Regions from separate parts of the Capsicum annuum genome. Here region 1 is linked to region 2. A link is a contact called in public Hi-C data. All regions are on one chromosome and are shown on one strand. Each heading gives the region's core, a stretch centred on a gene start, on an enhancer-like site or on the middle of the called end of the contact. The rest is flanking DNA. Distances are from core to core; before and after follow the strand shown.

The links. Hi-C and Micro-C count contacts between places; a contact is called where the count stands out from the background.
Region 1: a Hi-C map of leaf shows a contact between it and region 2, with 5 times the contacts expected there. The contact joins the promoter of LOC107867962 here to the enhancer-like site in region 2. A contact is called at or near these places in 2 of 5 Hi-C or Micro-C datasets (leaf and placenta).

The regions. Positions count from the first base shown.
Region 1 is chr4:67,625,155-67,628,673 of UCD10Xv1.1, reverse strand. It overlaps LOC107867962 (pumilio homolog 5), which reads right to left and starts at 2,245. Exons shown (of 7, transcript XM_047411847.1): 1 at 2,052-2,245; 2 at 1,079-1,311; 3 at 1-998.
Region 2 is chr4:67,464,690-67,468,279 of UCD10Xv1.1, reverse strand. It overlaps LOC107867964 (nitrate reductase [NADH]), which reads left to right. Exons shown (of 4, transcript XM_016714485.2): 4 at 1-1,516. The coding sequence ends at 1,249. Among protein-coding and RNA genes, the nearest start is that of LOC107867964, 6.0 kb to the left of the region's middle. Within about 2 kb of position 2,114, at least 2 of the 5 cell types and tissues checked have an H3K27ac peak or open chromatin away from gene starts, as enhancers often do. A contact at or near this core is called in leaf, where this site is marked.

The DNA of each region.
Region 1 (3,519 bases), core at 996-3,495, 160 kb before region 2:
CCGAGTCCACAAGAATCTCAAGTAGCTTCTCCCGTAAACTGGGGATGACCTGTCTCAATTCCTTGGGGAAGTAGATTATCGTTATCTAAAAAGTTATGCTAACACACATGGATAATCAAGTCGATATACAAGCAGATAACTTAAAACAGAGATCCATTCATTCACATACAAAACAGGATACACAATGAAAAGTCTAAAGTTGATCTGACAAGATCTTCCATGTCATCTACTGTTGTATCAAGTTTATCAGAAAGTGGACAAGGATATAAAGTGCATGATAAGCCAACTTTTTTCTAGAGAATCGTACTTCCATTCTATCCTTCTACTCAGTCTGAATTTTTTATTCGAAAGGAGATCATGCAGTCAAGATTAGTATGTGAGATTCAATAAACCTACCCTGCACGTAGAATACAACATCCGAAGGGAAATGATTGAGGTTGGATCCTCCATTTCCTGAACTACTTATTAATTATCCCAGACCATCATGTCATTATTGAGTGCACGAAGACAATCTGGACAAAACTTTAGAGAATGTGATATATGTATATAGCTAAAGAACCAAAGCACCACTACAGCTACAATCTTTGAATATAAAAGAATCCAACTAATAGAACATACAGTGAACCCAAAATATTATTAGCAAAGTAAACAGTAAGAAGAAATGATGGAGTCAGTTAAATCACCATTAAAAAAAGTCACGACTTCTCTACCGCTGGAAGCTCTAGTAAGTATAAATTGTTTCACAGTTTATAGACAAAAGTTGAAGTCATTTAGAAGAATAGTTGTACTCAACCAAAGATATCACCCTCCGCTCACATTCTACGGATGATACCATAGTACCATACCTGGAACATGTCCCAATCTGGAACCACAATCTCCCCCATAAGAAGACTGTTAAATACAACAGAAGCAATATTTACTGTTTGATGAGTAGGATCCCTGGGCATGAAATCCTCAGATGCTCTTGCAGCTGCACTCCTCTTTGAGATGACAGTTCACTTCTCAATCAGAAACTACTATCAATACAATAACATCATCCATACCTTGCATAGCAATTTCAACTAAAGAGTGTTCAAACCTGTAGAAGGAGTCAGAGTTGTGATTCATACAGCAAATCAGGTTGTTTTCTCCAAATTTTCTCACAACGGACTCCTCAAGAGCGGCTTGGTATTGTCTAGTAATCAGGCACTTCAGGTGCTCTCTCGAGTGACTTTTCTTACAATGTATCTGATGACTTAGCCATTGTAGTCATACATTGGCATGAAAAGTGAATAGTTTGTTCTGAATTGGGTGTGATGTAGTGAGTGGTACCTGTGCCATCAAAATATCTATATTAGTGTCAGAAGAATGAGCAATCACAAACACATCATGCTATAACTGACCTGCCCAATCTATAGACTATATATAGGAAAAGTACATCCCACAAGAGACAATAATTTTCATCGTTTCTATTTTACTTGCCTAAGTACCTAATAAAGTTGGAAGAAGAAGCCAAATTTGATAAAACTATCTTGCCTCTCAAGGCATACATACATAAGTACAATGCGGCATTTCTCTAAGTTTGGTACAATTAATACATACTCCATCCTTCTTTTCAAAGGAAAAGCTCAAAGCAGAGTTAGAAAAAATACTCACAGTCCATGTAAGAAAATGCAATGTTGTAGAAGATGTTGAAGATTATTGTGAATTCAAAAAGTTCCCTACAGTCTATTCGGTAACAGTATTCATTTGGAAAGAATCCTTATTTTTTACTATTGCAGCTCCTTAATTAGAAAGGATATAAATATTCATATATGAAAAAATTAATTATATGCACTCTGTAGAAAGTATAAACAATTACATGTATCCAATTCTTTCTATCAAATTAATTCACAAGAATTGAATTCATGGAATATGACGTCCTGCAATTCCAAATTCATCATTTTTTCACATCAAAAAATTTTAACTTTATTAAACACTATAATAATATACCCGAAACTTCCTTCCTTATTAGGCCTAAAACTCAAATTTATATCACTACCAAACTACATCCACAACAGTCAAGAATGAACCTGAGAAGTTAGTGTTCTTATTGCTGTTTGAATTCAAGATTGAAGTTGGTGTTTGAGAACTTGAGGAAGAAAAAGAGTAAGTTGTATGATTGTGAAAGGAAGATAAAGATAATCAGGGTGTGTTTGGTACATGTAAAATGTTTTCTGAAAAATATTTTTCAATCTTTCCTTGTTTGATTGTAATGAAATGTTTGGAAAATATTTTTCATAACAATTCATTTTCCTCCATTTGATGGAAAATGACTTCTCTTAGAGTCAAGAAAATCATTTTTCAGAAAATGATAAATGAGACTTATGACTCCCACCCCATTCCTTTTCCCCACCTTAACAACACTCATATTCATATGACTTAAAAAATTTATATTACTTGGAAATATTTTTTATTACACTTTACTTTAATTTTTTATTGCTTGAAATAAAAAAAAGTGAAATCCGATTTTTTTTTATTTTCAATGTTCATTAAATATATTGTTATTTTCATATTCATAGAGAAAGATTTACCTATGTTACTTTTGCTAATTGCATATTTTGAATAAGCTTGTCGTTCCGTTATATTTCTATTAATCGTAGTATCTTGAGATTGTCCTGACAAAATATTGAAAAATATCTCTTATATTTGTTAATTAATAATTGCTTAAATTTAGTGATTGTAGTATTTTAGAATTCCATATTGATATTATTTGTTATGCTTAAATTATTTCTTACAAATTGTTGAGTTGTTAGAGGCATTGATATATTAGTTAACAGTTAGTAAAAAATATTTTTTCACTCACCAATCAAACACTAGAAAATATTTTTCTAAAAAATATTCTCTACTCACCAACCAAACATCATAAAATATTTTTCTTTTTAAAAAATATTTTTCATTCACAAACCAAATATGAGAAAATAAGTAAAAAACAGCTTATTTTTCAGGAAAACATTTTACAAGAAAATATTTTTCATGAAAAGTATTATCAAACACACCCGGAGTATTCTGGAACGGTTGAGAAAAAATTGGAAAAATATCCATGATAGCACAAAGACAGATTTGCCCTTAATCAAAATGGCGAATTTGCCCTTGGTCGTCCAAAGGCTTCACATTTCTCTCTATATATATTGTTAATGTGCATAAAATACATAGGATTTGTACAAGATATACACAATAATATTTAGTGATATACATGTGACACACATATAATATATCAGTAGTATATTATTTGTCAGTCGCTTGAATATCGTAACACACATATACAACAGATTGTTCTTCAACACTTCTTCAGCTATGTCTCCACTAAATGTTTTGAAACTTTATCCACAGCTTAAAAATTATAATTTCCAATCATCAATTTCAGCAAACAACAGCAAATTCAACAAAATCCATTTTATGTTCCTCAAGTTCTCTCAAAATTTAGCAATCAAGTTTTTTGAGTTTCTCACTGAGGAAATTCAATCAATCCAATCAGTGTTTAGACATTAAGGTGTCGTT
Region 2 (3,590 bases), core at 865-3,364:
GACCCAACCTGGAAACCAATCGGGTGGATGGATGGCAAAGGAGAGGCACTTGGAGATATCAGCAGAGGCTCCTCCAGCACTAAAGAAAAGCATTTCAACTCCATTCATGAACACAGCTTCAAAGATGTATTCCATGTCCGAGGTCAGGAAGCACAACCATTCTGACTCTGCTTGGATCATAGTCCATGGCCATATCTACGATGCCACACGTTTCTTGAAAGACCATCCTGGTGGTGTTGACAGCATCCTCATCAATGCTGGTACTGATTGCACTGAGGAATTTGATGCAATTCATTCTGATAAGGCCAAGAAGCTCTTGGAGGACTTTAGAATTGGTGAACTCATAACTACTGGTTACACCTCTGATTCCTCTCCAAACAGTTCTGTCCATGGATCTTCTTCCATCAGTAGCTTTCTAGCACCTATTAAGGAGCTTGTTCAAACACCAACAAGGAGTGTGGCCCTTATCCCAAGAGAGAAAATCCCTTGTAAACTCGTCGACAAGCAATCCATCTCCCCTGATGTTAGGAAATTCCGTTTTGCATTACCCTCTGAAGATCAAGTCTTGGGCTTGCCTGTTGGCAAACACATATTCCTCTGTGCCACAATTGATGATAAGCTCTGCATGCGCGCGTACACGCCTACTAGCACGGTCGATGAGGTGGGGTTCTTCGAATTGGTTGTCAAAGTATACTTCAAAGGGGTTCACCCTAAATTCCCTCATGGTGGGCAAATGTCACAGTATCTTGATTCTCTCCCAATAGGAGCATTTCTCGACATGAAAGGTCCATTAGGTCACATTGAATACCAAGGAAAGGGTAATTTCTTAATCCATGGCAAACAAAAGTTTGCCAAGAAGTTGGCAATGATAGCTGGTGGAACAGGGATAACTCCAGTGTATCAAGTGATGCAGGCAATCCTGAAAGATCCAGAAGACGACACGGAAATGTATGTGGTGTATGCTAACAGAACAGAGGATGATATTTTACTCAAGGATGAACTTGATGCATGGGCAGAGCAAATACCAGATAGAGTTAAAGTTTGGTATGTGATTCAAGAGTCTACAAAAGAAGGATGGAAGTACAGCACTGGCTTTGTTACAGATGCCATCCTAAGAGAACATATCCCAGGTCCATCTCACACAACACTAGCATTGGCTTGCGGACCACCTCCTATGATTCAATTTGCTATCAATCCTAACTTGGAGAAGATGGGCTATGACATTAAGGATTCCTTATTGGTCTTCTAATTGAAGGATGATAACAATATTTAGCAATAATAAATTCTTTTTTGTTTCAGTTGTACATATTGTTTTTCGTTTATCACCCCATGTACTACTTATAGTTCTTACATTTTATTTTTCAACTTTAGGTATAAAGTATTCTCTTCCAACAAAGTGATTCTTTAAGGAAGAAATGTTGTACTATACTAGTATGTGTATGTCGGAAGGTTGTAATATGTACCATGACACAATGTATATTCATCATGGGATATATAGTAACGTTATGGTCGCAAAGTCTTCTTGTAAAAGATTTTTTCAAAATCAATATGTGTATATATATATATATATAGTAATTGCAAATTATTGTTCTTTTCCACTGTAATGTGGTTGTCTTGTTTAGTTTATAGTCTCCAGTGAATATTTGTTTCTTTTTCTAAAACTCTTTTATGTTGCCTTATATAAGAAAAGGTTAAGCAATGAATATCACCATGCTAACAATATATATGGATAATTCAGTTTCTTTGCTTTGTGCTAAAAATGCATTGCAAAACTTCTATCTGTTTTTCGTAACCTTTAAAACTCCAATTTTGTTGTATTTAATATTATGCTATGCAACATAACTTTACAAGTATATACAAACAATAAGACCATATATAGCCAACTATGGCTCTATAATTAACGAATAAGAAATCGTCCATGTATATTTATACTCCATAGCGCTAAACTTAACGAAAGGACGTCTATTATAGGGTTAAACCATAATCCTGACTTTCTGCATTCAAAGTGTGAATATTATAGGGAAAAGTAGCATACCTAAGTCTTAAATTACAAAAAATAGCAACATTTTAATGAAATTACTTGGTGTAGCAAACCTAGCATTATTTTAAGTGGGGGACCACAATTACCGCCTCTCAAAAGTAGGTTTCATTATTCACGCTTAAAATCTTTCTCTTTTCTTTAATTGCTTTATACTTTACCATTTTTCACGCCTTTTCTTAGATTTTCTCTTTTAAATTTTTTTTCTTCTTAACGTCTTTTGCACGATCTGATAATGATATTGTTCCACAATTTTAGGTAACTAATTAATTCAGTTATTGCATGTTATCAATTTCTTAATATTTTTTTTCAATTTTGTACTGCAAACAATTTGTTAACGGAGAATCAAGGTGATCGGATTTGCTGAATTATGTTTTGTTTGTTTTTCATTGAAATTTGATGTTTTATGAGTTGATATGGTTGAAAAAAAATTAAAATTTGGATGAAAATTGAAATTGGGTTTTATTTTGTTCCGATTAATGGAGGATAATCGGAGTTGAATGGATATTGTAGCTGATTTTGAGTTGATTTGTTGTTGTTATTGGTTGAGCTTTTTCGAAGATGTCTGATATTTAAAAAAAAACAGTTGAAAAAAATTTCTTCTCTAAAAGACAAAAAAATAAAAAAATATGAGAAGAAAAGAAAAGCAAAAAAAATTGCAGATTCAAGCAATGTTCATGCCGATGTTGAGAATTCTTGTGCTAATGAATCTGAAGAAGACATGGAGGAAGAGGTATTTGTCGTTGTATATGTATTTTTATTTACTGTTATATATTTAGGGATTTTGTAAAGCTTTATCAATTGGGGTAATATGTATTTTTTTGTGAAGCTAACATGTATTTACTGATCAGCTGATATGTATTTAGGAATTTCAGTAAAACTGATTTGTGAAAATGATAGGTTAAATATATATTTTGGGTTAACATGTATTTTTTTGTAAAGCTACTATGTTTAGTTATATTTGTATGTTAAATGAATTTGCTAACTTGCATGTATGGAAAAATATATTTATATATGAACTACTCATGAAGAGGTATTTGGTTATATGTATTTTTATTATAAATGATATTTATTTTTCTGTATATTGGAATGTTGAAATATATAAATATATTTGTGGTTATGGACGTATTTGTATTTGTGTCGGTAATAGATACAACTTCATTTTTACTAGATACGTATTTTATAGTCTACATATATACATTTGCGTTACAATTGTTTAACAGATACTTAAACATATTTTTCTATATTCCTAGGTTGTATTTTAGAATATTGAGCCAACTCAAAGGGAAATGTCAAATTTTGAAATATTAGAGCAGGATGAAGTTGATGATGAACATTCAGTTGATTCAGATGATGATTTTAAGGATCCACCATCAAAAGAAATTTATGAACGCTCAAAGTGACGGCGAAGCACCATTGAGGCCTGTTAGGGAAAGCAAGATAACAAGTGTCACAGAAATATTTGAAGTCTGATGGTTGATGATTTTATTACATTGTGTAGTGATAAAATTAAACTGGATGTTGAAATTAATTTTAAAAAAGTTATTTTATG